2 separate regions of the Mus musculus genome follow, and region 2 is linked to region 1. The links are chromatin contacts, called in public Hi-C maps. All regions are on one chromosome and are shown on one strand. The core of a region is the stretch at or near the end of the contact, and the rest is flanking DNA. Distances in the headings are between cores, read along the strand shown. Region 1 holds the start of Asgr2 (asialoglycoprotein receptor 2). Region 2 has its middle 21 kb from the start of Slc16a11.

Region 1 (7,000 bases), core at 2,940-5,439:
CGCTGAGGAAAGGGCCTGGAAAGAGGCTGCCCTGTGAGAGAGAGTGGGTCAGAAAGCAATTCCAGAGGACTAGACACCCTCCAAAAGGAGGTCTGCATGGTTTTTCTTCCTGCCCATGAGTCAGAGACCCACAGATCACCTCTGTCCTTCCACAGTCCCTGTCCCTTCAGAATGGAGCAGTGACGGGATATGTCATGAGCTCCCCTTAGTCAATACCCCTATATTCCTCACACAAGCCCATCCCTTCACAATCCCAGTGGGATTCTCCAGACCAACTAATCCCACCATACAGCACGAACCCAAAAGCCGCTGTGCCGGCCTATCTACTCATCTCATCCAAGTGAAAACCTCCCCCCAGCTTCCACCACCCTTGTTCACAACGCCCTGAAACCCAATGTCACTGGCCTGCGGTCCCTGTGCCCTCCATCTTCCCACAGTCTCCTCTCCTGCCTGCTGACCTGTCTGTCCCACAGCCACGCTTCCTCTCACCACTCTAACACACATTTGCTCACATGCTCACACTCACAGACATCCACACACTATTACACACTGTTATTTGCTTCTCACACACCTACATGAACTGGCTCGCCTCGCCTTGCCAGGACCAGGAGAGTGACTCCTCTCCCAGACCCCATCTGCTTTTGTACCACCCACCTGCACACAGACTCCTCTGCATCAGCCTGTGACTCTGTAGCCTTCTCTGTCTCAGTACCACCATGCCAGAGCAACCCCACATCCTAGAGGTCAAATCTTCCTGAGGTCATTTCTTGCCATTGTACTGAGGGTGTATACAGGATGTTCCCTCTGAGTGGCTATCCAGAATTCCAATTTTCCATACCAATGCCTGTCACCTTCCTTCACGACAGCCGTACTTAGGACCCCAACTTAACCTAGCAAGGATATGCTTCTGAGTTCTCCCCAACCCCAAGCCCCTAAGCAGAGCCTTCCCTGCCTCTCACCTCCCTGACACTCTCCCGAAAAGCACGGCCCTCTCTGCTGTGATGGGAATGGACCTCTCGGTCTGATCTCCAGGGCAGCAACGTTGGGAGGTAGAACCTGAATGAATGGTGATTAGGTTTTGAGGGCTCTCCCTCGTCAGTGGATTATTGACAGTGCAAAATAGCATTTATTAAAGGCTTCGTCTTTGGTGTCCCCTTCACCCTCCCTGGGGTCTCCTGTTTCATGTTGGTGCCCTGACAGACACAGCCCTCTGTTCTGGGCTTCCTAGACTCAAGAACCATGCTCCAGTACGTCCCTGGTATAAGTTTCCTAGTCAGATGCATTCTGTTTTAGCATCACGGGAAGGTACAGAATATATTCCAACTAGAAGCACTTTCTGACCCATCTCCCCAGCTGGAAATCCACAACTTAACTCCTGACTGCTTCTGCTAGTACTGTTCATACAGGAGACCCTCGTCATGATTCCCAGCTAACCTGTGGCCTATGAAGCCCCTACACTGTCAGCCCAGGAGAAAGCCACCAGCTGAGCCACCAGTTAGGCCTGGCATCATTCAGTCTCCTAGCGAGCCCATTTTCCTCATGTATAAGATGCAATGACAAAAAGTAGCTGCCTGACTCAGCTGTTCTGGGAATTATTGATTAAAACAGAAGTACTGTGTAGGCAGGTTTGAAATGCTCTACTCAAGACAAAACAGAAGCTGTCAGACTTATTTCTTATTTCAGAAAAAAAATAATTAGAACACACACACATGCATACACATATACATACATACACATACATGTATACATACATATGCATATATGTATACACACATACATATATACACATACATATATAAACACATGCATATACACATACATACATACACATTCATATATACATACATATACATGAATACACACATATATATACACGCATACATATACACATATACATGTACATATTAAACATCAATTTTTAAGACACTGAACATCAGGCTGTGAAGAGCATTAATCCCTGAAAGCCAGGAAAATGAATGAGTCCTCAAATTGCCCAGCTCACTATTCACTGCCTAGAGAAACTTTTCAGGCCCCTGAGCAGAGAGGAGAAATTGGGACAGGGTCTAATAGACTCCCCAAGTTGAGGAGACAGCCTGAAAGCCTGAAACCAAGACAGTTAGGGCATAAGGAGTCAGATCCTACACCACTTTCCTGCATCCCAGGAAACTAAATACTCACCAGAATACAAAAGCACCCAGCACCCAGCACCCAGCACCCAGCAACACAGAACTCACAGTGCTCAGTGTCCAATTGTTGGTCACAAGACACAATAGAGTAGGAAAACACAAGTCAAACTAGGGAGATGAATAGACTGAGAAAACAGACAGGGGGTTCAGTGATTCAATTCTTGCCTGTATGTGCAAGGCCCTGGGTTCCAATGGCAGTATCACAAATAAATAAGCAATAAATGAACCTATCAAAATGAGATCCCAGGATCTTTCGAACAGGACTCAGAAGTGACACTGATGCTAGCACAGGCAGGATGCTGACACAGATGCTGTGACTGGACCACACACAGGTAAAACATTAGCAATGTGACAGAGATGTAAGTCCCACGTTGCCTGGGCGTGGTAACGCGCAGCTGTGATCCCAACACTCCTGAGGCTAAAATAGGGAGGCTACTTGAGATTCCAAGGCTATAGGGTGAGTTCCAGGAAGCCTGAGCTACAAAGTGAGAAACCCTGTCTTAAAATAACAACAAAAGAAGTCCCAAGTTTCTTCTGAGATGAAACTACATCATCTGGAACACACTGGGTAGCCTGCCCAGGGCAGGATCTCTCTTACCCTAAAACCTTTTTGCAATTATGTGGGGCCTGTGTTCAAAATGTGCAAGAAGATTCAGGCAGGATACAAATGGAAATCACCCAGGATCTCTGTGCTCATTCACACACTCAGCTCATCGCCTTAACACAGTCTGTGGCTCTGCATTCATCCTAGATACAGACATGTACATACATGCACGCACATGCACACATGTACACGCATATATACACATGCACAGTGCAGTCTCGGGGGAGGCTCATCCTCTCAGATACCCCCTCACTTCTAAGCATACACACTTTTCTTGGGACCCTGCACTCAGAGGTATCAGCAGCTCACATGTAGGTCACTGTGTTGGCTAGTTTTATGTCAACTTGACACAAGCTAGTGTCATCAGAGAGGAGGAGGCCTCAAGTTAGGAAATGCCTCCATAGTATTTGGCTGTAACCAAGCCTGTAGGGCATTTTCTTATGAGGTGATTAGTGGGGAAAGGCCCAGCCCATTGTGGGTGGTGCTCTCTCTGGGCTAGTGGTCCTGGGTTCTATAATAAAACAGGCTGAGCCAGCTATGAGGAGCAAGCCAGTAAGCAGCACCCCTCCATAACCTCTGTATCAGCTCCTGCCCCCAGGATCCTGCCCTGTGTGAGTTCCTGTCCTGGATCCCTTTGATGATGAACTTCGATGATGACGAAGCATAAGGCAAATAAGCCCTTTCCTCTTCAAGTCACTTTGCTCATCGCAGCAGTAATAACCCTGAGTAGGACAGACTCGGGAGCACACTGGTCACTGAGTCAGGATGAGAGAGTCCTCACAGAAAAAGAGAGAGGAACTGGCAGCTGAGGCAAGGATCCCAGAGAGGCCCCAGAAACTGGACACTTGCCTTTCCAGTGTGGATTTTCTATCCTAGGATCCTGCACATGAGAGCCATGTTCATCATCGCCACTGAGCTGATGGTCATTCTCCTCAGAGTCCAGCTGCTGGATGTCTTGACAGTCCTTCTCCATGATGGCCCTAAGGGCTGGAGACAGATCTGAGACTGAGCTGAGATTTCCTTAGAGATGGAACTTGGGTTTGTGCTAAGACTGGAATCCCTGTGGAAGGACCGAGGGGACGTGGGTAGCTGACAGGGAAAGACTTGAAATACTGCAGGCTCCTTCCTTCCCAAGAGGTGACCTGGCTCTGCAGCCTTCCTTCCATATTCTCATGGACCAGACTATATGCTCTCATCCCTCCACCCAGAGTCCCTGAACCCAGTACCACCTGCCTCCCACTACCTCAGTTACCTGTTAAAGGTATAGAGAGCTGACTCTGGCTTTCGGAGACAGCCTGAGCCCAAAGAGAAAGAGGGGCTAAACCTGGGAGACGGGACAGGTGGTGCTAGTGGAGCTAGGTGAGAGGGAGGAGGGGCCAATCTAGGCAAGAGCTGGGTCCCTGTGCCTGAATGTCCATCTAACCAGTCACCTCCTGCCCCTGGGACTTTGGACAGTAAATAGAAACAGAAACGCAGTTGGAACTCAGGCAGTGAGCAGTGGGGGTGGGGGACATGTTTCTGTTCTCATAACCAGAGAAGGGAGACAGGAGGTCTCCTTGTATGTGCGGTATCCTTGTATGTACACACGTGCACATGTGCACACATGCGCGCGCACACACACACACACAAACACACATCATCTCTCCCTTCATTGCACAATGTCAGAAGGGGAGCAGGGGTGCAGGTGTGGAGGGGCCAGGATCCAGTCTGCTGTTTCCTCTCTATCCCTCCCTCCCTCCCCTGTTTCAGTTCCTGCCTCTTTTATTTTCCAGAACTGTTGATTTCTTCAAATATCTCTGACCAGGAGTAGAGTGACCTAGAGATCAGTTCCCTGTTCTTGCCCAATCTGAGCCTGTGACCCTGGCAACCAGCCACAGCCACAGCTTCCTATACGCTCAGCACCAGGCTCCCGCACTCCAGCGCACTCCAGCCCCACTCAGTCACACTCCTTCAGTCCTCCCCCAGACCCTCCTCATCCCCCAACCCACACACACACCGCTTTATGTTCTCTCCAAAGAAAGAAAGACTATCAAAACAAACAAGCCAAAGACCAATAAGACCAAAAAAAAAAAAAACCCATAAAAACAACAACAATAACAAACACCACAATGACGTTTCTTTTGAGTTGACAAATTACTCCTGGTCCTGGAGTATGGTGGGTATACCCCATGATGCTCCATTGTAGAAAACTGATTTTCTTTTGCCAATGGATTTGAACCACAAATAGTTTCTTGGTTAGGACTGGGACCCATAGTCCACTCCCTCCTTTTAATGGGGAGGGGTCTGATGAAGAGATCCCACTTAGGACCAAGGGAGCACTCCAAGCCTGTCACTCTCTGAACATTGCTCAGCTGTGGCTCTCTACCTCCACACTTCAGTGCAGAAGTTCTTCAAAATATGGAAGTCATAACCCCAGCACCACACTCAGTCCAGGGACACAAACACCCCTCTTCATGCCCTGCGAGTGCTACACAGGATCTACAAAGGCTGGGAAGATGACTCGGTGGGTAAAGGGCTCTTTCACAAGCATGAGGTCTTGCGTTTGTAACCCAGCTCCTGTATATGAACCAGGCACAGCAGCACACACCTATATTGCCAGCACACTGCAGAAGGGACAGAGAAGGGCAGATCCGTGGGACCAGTGTGGCCAAACAATAAACTGGGTTCAGAGAGACTCTGCCAAAAAAAAAAAAAAAAAAAGGAAGGAAGGAAGGAAGGAAGAAAGAAAGAAAGAAAGAAAGAAAGAAAGAAAGAAAGAAAGAAAGAAAAAGAAAGTAGAGAGTAATAGAGAAAAATACTAAAAATCAACCTCCTGCCTCCACACACACTGGCACTGATGCACATACTCTGCACAAATGTATGCCCATGAGTGCTCACGCGTGCACGCACACACACACACACACACACGCATGCACACACACACATTATCTATATAAATAAGGTTTTCTCATTTAACCCTCACAGCACATCACCCTATGAAGTCAATACATTTGCCTCTGGCAGAAAGGAGATTAGGTGACTTGGAACAGGTAGCTGATACTGTACTCTGGATCTGAAATGTTCCCCCCAAAAGCCATGTGTTAAAGGCTTGGTCCCCAGATTATAACACTATTAGAATATGAGGAAATTGTTAGGATGGAGCCTGCTGGAGGATGGAAGAGCCTGTTTCAGTTTGGGGAGGTGCGCCTTCCCGAGGAGACTGTGACATCCCAGTTCTCTTTCCTCTCTCAATTCAGTCAGGAGCCAAGCAGCCTTGCCGGATGCACGTCCTCTGTCATAATGAACTGCCCCACCATGGGTCCAAATCAATAGAGTGAATTTATCATGGATCGAACCTCTAAAACAAAGAACCAGAATAAGTCAGTTGATTAATCTCAGATACTGTGGTACTGGACCCAGCTCTGACTACCATTTAAAAGCCAGTACTCTGGGCACAAGAGTTGGAGGAAAAGAGTCATTTTTATTCAAAGGCTGGCATCCTGGGCAATGGGAAGTTATTGTCTATGAGAGCCATCTTAGGTAATACAGGTCCATGACATGGCTTTTATGGGTAGGAAAAATTATGGTGGGGACTGTAATAGGCAGAATACATTCTGAGTCACACGTCCAGATTCCAGAGCCATCCTAGTTACTATGAGGGATGCTTTTCTTTTTCTTCTGCCAGAATATCTTTACAATAACAATCATCTTTCATCTCCTAGGCCAGCTCCTCTAATGCTTTAGAAAGTTGGAGAGATGTCTCAGTGTTTCAGAGGACTGGTTTCTCTTCCAGAGGACCCAGGTTGTAGCTCCAACTACCAAGGCCTCTAACAAGCTCTTCTGGACTCCTGAAAGACTGCACATACATGATGCACAGACACACATGCAGGCACAACACCTACACATAAATCATTTTTTTAACTTTAAAATACATACCGTTTTCTGCAAATTAAATGAAATTTATTCTTCTTCTTTTAGTAAATGAACAAAATTCGGCTATGTGTTTTGTGACAGTTGGCGTACATCCTGCTGCTCCGTGGGGTCGTCAGATGACATGGATGCTGTAAGAGAAAAGTCACGGAAGACTAAGTTTTACAGCTCAAATCTTTTTAGTTCCTTTCCCCGGGAACTGCTAACCTCGAGGATTGAGATACAAAGCTGGGAGGGCAGCAGCAGGCAGTTTTTACTGCATGAGTTTTAACCTGCTAGACAGCCTCAGTCAGAGACGGTC
Region 2 (7,000 bases), core at 2,772-5,271, 100 kb before region 1:
TTGGTGGCTAGCTGTAGGAATGTAATCTAACAGTTTATCAAGGCTTGCCAGAACCAGGCTTGGACCTACTAAGACCCTTCCTTCTCCAATTCACTATGTAGCTAAGCATGGCTTTGAACTTTGATCCCCCTGCTTCTGCCTCTGAATGCTGGAATTACAGTCATGAACCACCACACCCAGCTGTATGTAGTTTGGGATCTTCATAAGTGCGAGGCAACCGGTCTACAGGCTCAGTGCAGGGAGATACATTTCTAACTCTTCCCAGCTCTCAATACTCATTTGTATGTCGCCTATTGAGCTCCTCAGTGGTCTATGGTCCTAATTTATTGCTGCTCCACTCTGAACATATACCTCGTTATTAGCCAGCTTCCAATCTGTCCTAATTATTGCACGTCTATCTTCATCTCCGCTAAGATCAATCCATATCAAGAGGGGCTCTAGGCCCACACTATTAAGAAGGATGGTTTAGAAACCATGGCCTCCAAGGGCTGATTTGTTGGAGAACTGATCCTAGGTGAGAGGACCTAGTGGGCAGTCATTAGGTCAATTGTTGGCTAGCTCTCAAGGTGTCCTGTGGGACCCTCAACTCTTTGATTGCCTGTCTGACAATATAATCTCTCCCTGTTGTTCATGTCCTCGGTTCCATCACCATAACCATGCATTGGATCCCTAGGACCATGAGCTAAATAAACTTCTCTATTTCACAAAGTTAGTTTGGCTTAAATGATACTTACAGAAATAAAGAAGACTGGACTAATACAAAGGCATTGGCATCAAAGCACACACTTTCAAGAAAGTGCAGTCAAGGGCTGGAAAGATGGCTCAAGTCATTATGCTCTTCAGCGGACCTGGGGTTGGTTCTCAGCACCTCTATCAGACAGCTCAGAGCTGCCTGTAACTCCGACTTCAGGAGGTCTGGCGCTCTCTACTGGTGTCTACAGGAAACTGCATTTGAGTGCACACACACACACACACACACACAATTAAGAATAAAAATGAAGCTGGCCTTAGTGAAACACACGTTTGATCTCAGTACTTGGGAGGCAGAAGCAGGCAGATCTCTGTGAGTTTGAGGCCAGCCTGGGACAGAGTGAGCTCTGGAACAGTCAGGACTACACAGAAAGAAAGATCCAGTCAAAAACAAACCAAAAACTCCACTAAACCCAATAACAACAACAATAACAATAACAAATAATGTAAGAAAAAAGTCATTATCTTGTTCTAATTTAGCATTAAAACAAAAAACCTCAGGTTGAGTGGTTTACAGAAAATTATTTATCAAGCTCTGGAAGCTGAGACCTATAGAATCAAGTCACTAATAGGTCAGATATATGATGGGGGTTCACATTCCAGTCCATGATGTCTTCTTATGTATTCTAATATACAGAAGGAAGCCGGGGAGCGCTGTAAGGTTTCCTTCAGACCAGCACCAACCTCATTCCCGGAACCATGCCTATGACCTCGTCACTTCCAAACACAGTCGCACTGTGTCTTAGGGTGTTAGATGTGAAACATTAGGGGTTGGAAGGAACATAAACAAATATTCAATCTATAGCACTGTAGACATCAATAAAGCCAAGCGGGGCTGGGGAAATGACCCAGTGTGCAAAGTGCCCGCTGTGCAAAGGTGAGGCTGGAGTCTGGATGCTCATTTACCTATATCTGAACCCCAGAACTTTCAAGGGAAGGAGACGGGCAGATTCCTGCAGCTCACTGGCCAACCAGTTTAGCTTACCAGTGAGTTCTCCCACATATCAGTGGGAGACTCCATCTCAAAGAAGGAGGAGAAGAGGGAGGAGGAGGAGAGTGATAAAGACATCCAGTGTCAATCTCTGACCTCCACATATGCATGCATGAAAACTGAAATGCACAAACACACACACATACACACACCACACACATATCACACACATACACCACACCATACATACAACATACACATTCACAGTATACACACACAGCACACATGCACACAACACACACACACACACACACACACACACACACAAACAGTCAAGCCAAGTTCAGAAATACAGCCGTTTGCTTGTCAGTGGCTCAATGTCATAACTAAGGAACTAGGAGCTTTCCCAAATGTTTAGTCTTCACCCTGACTGTTTCTACTTTCCCCCTCTTAGTCACTACATTGCTTGCTGCTGTCTCAGACATAGCATTCGGAACCAATGATGCGCTAAGGAACATGAAAGCATTTCTTCTAGTGTGTCCTCCTCAGAGGTAAAGATACCTTCCTTCCCAGCCGGTATCCCTTGGCTCAGGGCCAGGAATTTACCACATCTCTATGCTTAAACCCGCCAGGGACTGGGTTGATGAGAACAGCTGGGGTTCCTGTCAGGCCCTAGCTCTGGGACTGAAACAGAGACAGCCTCATCTGAAGTTCATAACTGTACGGAGTTATGGAGTAGGGTGGATCCCTAAATACTTAAGGGACTGATGGTAAGAATGAAAACATTGTGGATCATGTTGCATAAAAGAGAGACAGACAGACAGACAGACAGACTTTGGCTGAGTCACGTATGAACTGCCCACTGGGACCTGAAAGGACACACAGAGAAGCTGAAAAGAAAGACGGCCTGAGAAGAGCACATTCCTGGCCGTCTGTTTCCTTGCCTGACTGGTCTGGAACTCAGATCCATCTGCCTCTGGCTTTTCAGTGATAGATCAAAAGCAGGTGGCACCATGCCTGGACTTTTGTTATTATTAACGTGATTTGTTTTCTCTGATAATAAATGACCAACTCTGCCCTCTCCCGACACACACACATCCAGAGTCTTAAGTAACTGTTGTATTAGGAAGAACCTGACCTCAGAGGCAGGAAATGGGCAACAATGTAGCAACCATAATGTGTCTCTTCCTGGCCTAGACAACAACAGCCACATTCCCAATGGTCTCTTGGCCTCCAGCCGGACTCTACAGTCCAAACTCTTTACTGCCACAAAGTGAGTTTTTCAGTAGTCAGTTCTGCCCTTAGTACAGAGTCCTAATTCCTTAACCAGCAACTCAGAATCCTTCATCATATTAACACTGGTCATCCTTGGGGTTCCCCCTCCAGTACCCTCAGCTTCAGCCTTGATAGTTAGGACCGGAGTTGAAGGATAAACAGCAAGACTTGTTTTAAAATTAGATGTAGCGCCAAACCAATAAATTCTGAGGTGCTGAATGGGTTTCAGCAGCCATGGTCTGATTAAAAGAACAAGGGGCTGGAGAGAGAATGCAGTGGCTAAGACTGCTGGTTGCTCTTGGGAAGGACACAAGTTCAGTCCCAGCACCCACCTCACAGCTCATAATCATCTGTAACTCCAGCTCAGTGCCAGGGGATCTGCGGCCTCGTCTGCCTCCATGGGCACTACACATGTGTGATCCATAGATATACATGCAGGCAAGACACACGCATAAAATAAAATAATGAATTTTTAAGGAAATTTTTTAGTAAGAAAGAATAGAACTAACTAAACTAGGTCTATTAGGAAATTTGTTAAATCAATAGAGGTAATTTCCTTAAAAAGAAGAAATTACCAAATCTACTGAACTTAAATAAAAAATAAGCACGATGCTCCACATACCTTCTATTCATCAACAATTTCTAGAAATTCTAGTAAGTATAAAAATACATAATTATAGACTACACACCTAGGAAATATAAAAATATAAGGTACATAAACTAATCTATATATATATATATATATATATAGTATAAAATAGCAGAATTAATAAAATTTTACAAGATGGCTGAATACAAGCCCTGTACGCGTAAAACAGTACCTTTAATTCCCTATGCTAACAACAGGACAACTAACTTTCTTGGAACCCTCCTACTGCAGAACTACCTAAGGTAGGTTAAAAAGAAAGAAAAGTGCCGTTTAAGTTAGCAACTCAGCTATAAAGAAAGCAGTGGGATTTTTTTTTTTTTTTTTTTTTTTTTTTTTGTCTAAAGCATGAATCACAAGCCACAGAGGCTGGGGCATAAGAGCCCACGAACACAGTGGAGCCAAGGGCATTCCCATGTGGCTTATGAAAGACAAGATGGAGGCTGGCTGATGATAGAAAGTTCAGAAATGACTACAGAGTGGGCAAAAGAAACCTGTTTGCCTTATCCCCACCACTGGGCAGAGAAAGACAAGCCATATCATAAAAATTCAGAACTAGTGCCGGGTGTGGAGACACGTGCTTTAACCCCAGCGCTTGGGAGACGGAGTGGTAGGTGGATCTCAGTGAATTTGAGGCCACCTGGGTCCACATAAGTTCCAGGCCAGCCAGGGTAACATAGAGAAACTATCTCAAAAAACAGCAACAGCAGCAGCAGCAGCAACAGCAGTGACTACATAACTGGAAATGCCCACTCCAAATCAGATCAGGGCCCACCCATCTGACACATCTGAGATCCCAGATACCCATGGCAGAGCATCTATAGTAAGGTCCTGCCAGATTGGACAGGTCCCAGGCACCGGCTGAAGCAAGCATGAGCCCTCTCTGGAGGAAGATTCCATCAAAGCTTTCTTGACAACTTTTAAAGAGACAGATTTCTAGAACCAAGCGTTTACAGCTCAGAAACGCACAATGCTCTCTCTGTGTCTCTGTCTCTGTGTCTCTGTCTCTGACTCTCTCTCTCTGTCTCTCCATACACACACACACACAACACACACAAGACTAGGCAAGACAAATCAGCAATAAGAAGTGGCAGAATGAGGCCCACGTGGAATTTAGTGACTTGAATTTTAGAGAGAATAAAAATAAACACATTATATAAGTAAATAGAATAAAACTTGAAAATGTGAGCTAGAGGTCATTGTCAAAAAGGTGAGCAGGCTCGCTCTGGTGGACTAGTGGGGCCACATGCCCATGGTAGCCAAGGAGAGGGCTGTGAGCATGCGTGCAGTGGATCACTTCTGCTTAGAGGAGTGGGGCCTCCTCTGGTTCTAAATGGAAGATCCAGAGTGTGACTCATTGCTTCCTATGCTGACATTCATAAAAGGCATGGTCTGGCTGTTACAAAGTCGGGAGAACCGGCTTCCAACTCCAGGCACGGAAGCTAGTGTGAGCATCAAATAGGAAAACTCAGACTGTATGAAACGTAATTTTTCTTTGCCACCCCCCCCCTTTTTTTTTTCCTGAGATGGGGTCTCTTTATGTAGTCCTGGCTGTCCTGGAGCTCATAATATAGACCAAGCTGGCCTCTAATTCAGAGATCCTCTTGCCTCTGCCTCCTGAGAGCTGGGATTAAAGAAGTGCACCACCACCATGCCTGGCTTTCCCTCTGACTTTGGTAAGAGTGATGGACATGACATGACCTTTAAAGAAGAGAGATGGCTCCGTGGTTTAGAGCCCTTGCTGCTCTTGCAGAAGACCCAGATCTAATTCCCAGAATCTACATGAAGGCTCATTGCAACCTCAGTTCCAGGGATTTCTGATCTCCGCAGTCACCGGCATGCACACAGTACACACACCTACAGGCAAAATGTTCAGGTGCACAAAATTAAATAATTAAGAAAAGGAAAATCCTGCTGTGTGTGTGGTGGCAGAGGACAGCGAAAACAAAAGGGAAGGATTCCAACCTATACTGAGAATTGGATTAAGACCTCAGTGTGGACTCCATAGCAGTGAGGCGGAACAGGAAATGTTTTTGAGATGAACAGAGGTAGCCAAAGGGCAAAGAGATCACTTCTGTTCTTGTGGTCTCATTGCAGTCAGCAGAGCCTCAAGAGGAGGAGAGCTCGGGGCATGGTGGCGCACGCCTTTAATCCCAGCACTTGGTAGGCAGAGGCAGGCAGATTTCTGAGTTCAAGGACAGCCTGGTCTACAGAGTGAGTTCCAGGATAGCCAGGGCTGCACAAAGAAACCCTGTCTTGAAAAGAAAAAGGAAGGAAGGAAGGAAGGAAGGAAGGAAGGAAGGAAGGAAGGAAGGAAGGAAGGAAAGAAGGAAGGAAGAAAAAGAGGAGGAGAGCTCAGCCTCTTTGCTGAGCTTTGCTGATACAAAGAAACAATGGGTTTTAGGGGGTTTTGATTTTTTGCAACAGATATGATTACAATTTTTTTTTAACCAAGGTTAAAAGCTACTTAGTTTATATGTGTCCTATGTGACTTTCTGAAACATTCTCTCTCCATTCTTAGTTTCAGTTCTCCATGCTTAGGTATGTTTAGGGTATGTGTGTACTCTTTAGACTCGGCTGATGTTAATGGTTGTAGCTATCCCTTAGTGTTCTAAAGAGAGAGTGAATCCATCCATTTTCTTTTGCTTTAAAAGGTATATGAGCCAGGGAATTTTATAAATTCAAGAGTCCTACTTAGCTCATGGCTTTAGAGGCTGAAGGGCAAAGGGCTGCTACTGGCTGCGTTTTCCAGAAGGATCCGTGACAGATGAGCGCAGGGTGGTGTGATCGCGTGCGAGAGCAATCACGTGGTGACGATACAGGAAACCAGAGAGATGCAAAGGTCAGGCTTGCTCTTTTCTAACGCCCACTCCCGTAGGAACCAACTCACTGTCTCATAACAGCATTAGTTCTTTGTGAATCCAGAGCTTTCAATGGCCTACCTACCGCCTGCTTGACATTGCCCCTTAAATGTCATCCCACCTCAGGGCCCAAGCCCCCAACGCCTGAGCCCTGAGGGACCACATTTGAGCAGTATCCAAAGCATAACGAATGGCTAGCTTGCCACGGTCAGTGCAAATCACCCTGTAGAAAACTGATCTTGCGCGCATGCGCGCGGGGCGGGGCGTTGCTCACCACTTGCTGTGTTTTGTTTAATGGCCTTCCTCTCTTATTCAGCAACCGGTCTGTCAAATGGCGATAAATTGTTTCTGTCCACCCCCGTGAAGTAATCATGCACCCTGTGAATAATACACAATTGAAGTGCTTTTTAACTTATAAAACATGACCAGTTATGACTCATTCCGACATTTCAAAGCCTAAGAATTCCGGTGGCACCAGAGCGAGTGACTTGTCTTCCTTTCTACTGAAATGATTCATACATTTCCTTCAGATTCTGT

The links. Hi-C and Micro-C count contacts between places; a contact is called where the count stands out from the background.
Region 2: a contact with region 1 is called in a Hi-C map of bone marrow-derived macrophages, with 67 read pairs. The contact joins the enhancer-like site here to the promoter of Asgr2 in region 1. A contact is called at or near these places in 17 of 39 promoter capture datasets (the C10 cell line, the HPC-7 cell line, HPC-7-derived erythroid cells and 10 more), 4 of 484 Hi-C or Micro-C datasets (bone marrow-derived macrophages, nephron progenitors, peritoneal macrophages and 1 more), 6 of 115 datasets of contacts at active chromatin or transcription factors (CD8 T cells, the NIH/3T3 cell line, bone marrow-derived macrophages and 3 more) and 5 of 9 other capture datasets (adipose tissue, embryonic stem cells, liver and 2 more).

Annotation. Positions count from the first base shown.
Region 1 is chr11:70,089,833-70,096,832 of GRCm38.p6, reverse strand. It overlaps Asgr2 (asialoglycoprotein receptor 2), which reads right to left and starts at 4,189. Exons shown (of 9, transcript NM_007493.3): 1 at 4,043-4,189; 2 at 3,640-3,777; 3 at 1-31. The coding sequence starts at 3,763. Gm32946 (a long non-coding RNA gene) reads right to left here. Exons shown (of 4, transcript XR_879978.1): 3 at 6,706-6,830; 4 at 5,568-6,127.
Region 2 is chr11:70,189,337-70,196,336 of GRCm38.p6, reverse strand. No RefSeq gene overlaps it. Among named protein-coding and RNA genes, the nearest start is that of Slc16a11, 21 kb to the left of the region's middle. Within about 2 kb of position 4,021, at least 50 of the 459 cell types and tissues checked have an H3K27ac peak or open chromatin away from gene starts, as enhancers often do. A contact at or near this core is called in CD8 T cells, the NIH/3T3 cell line, bone marrow-derived macrophages and 2 more, where this site is marked.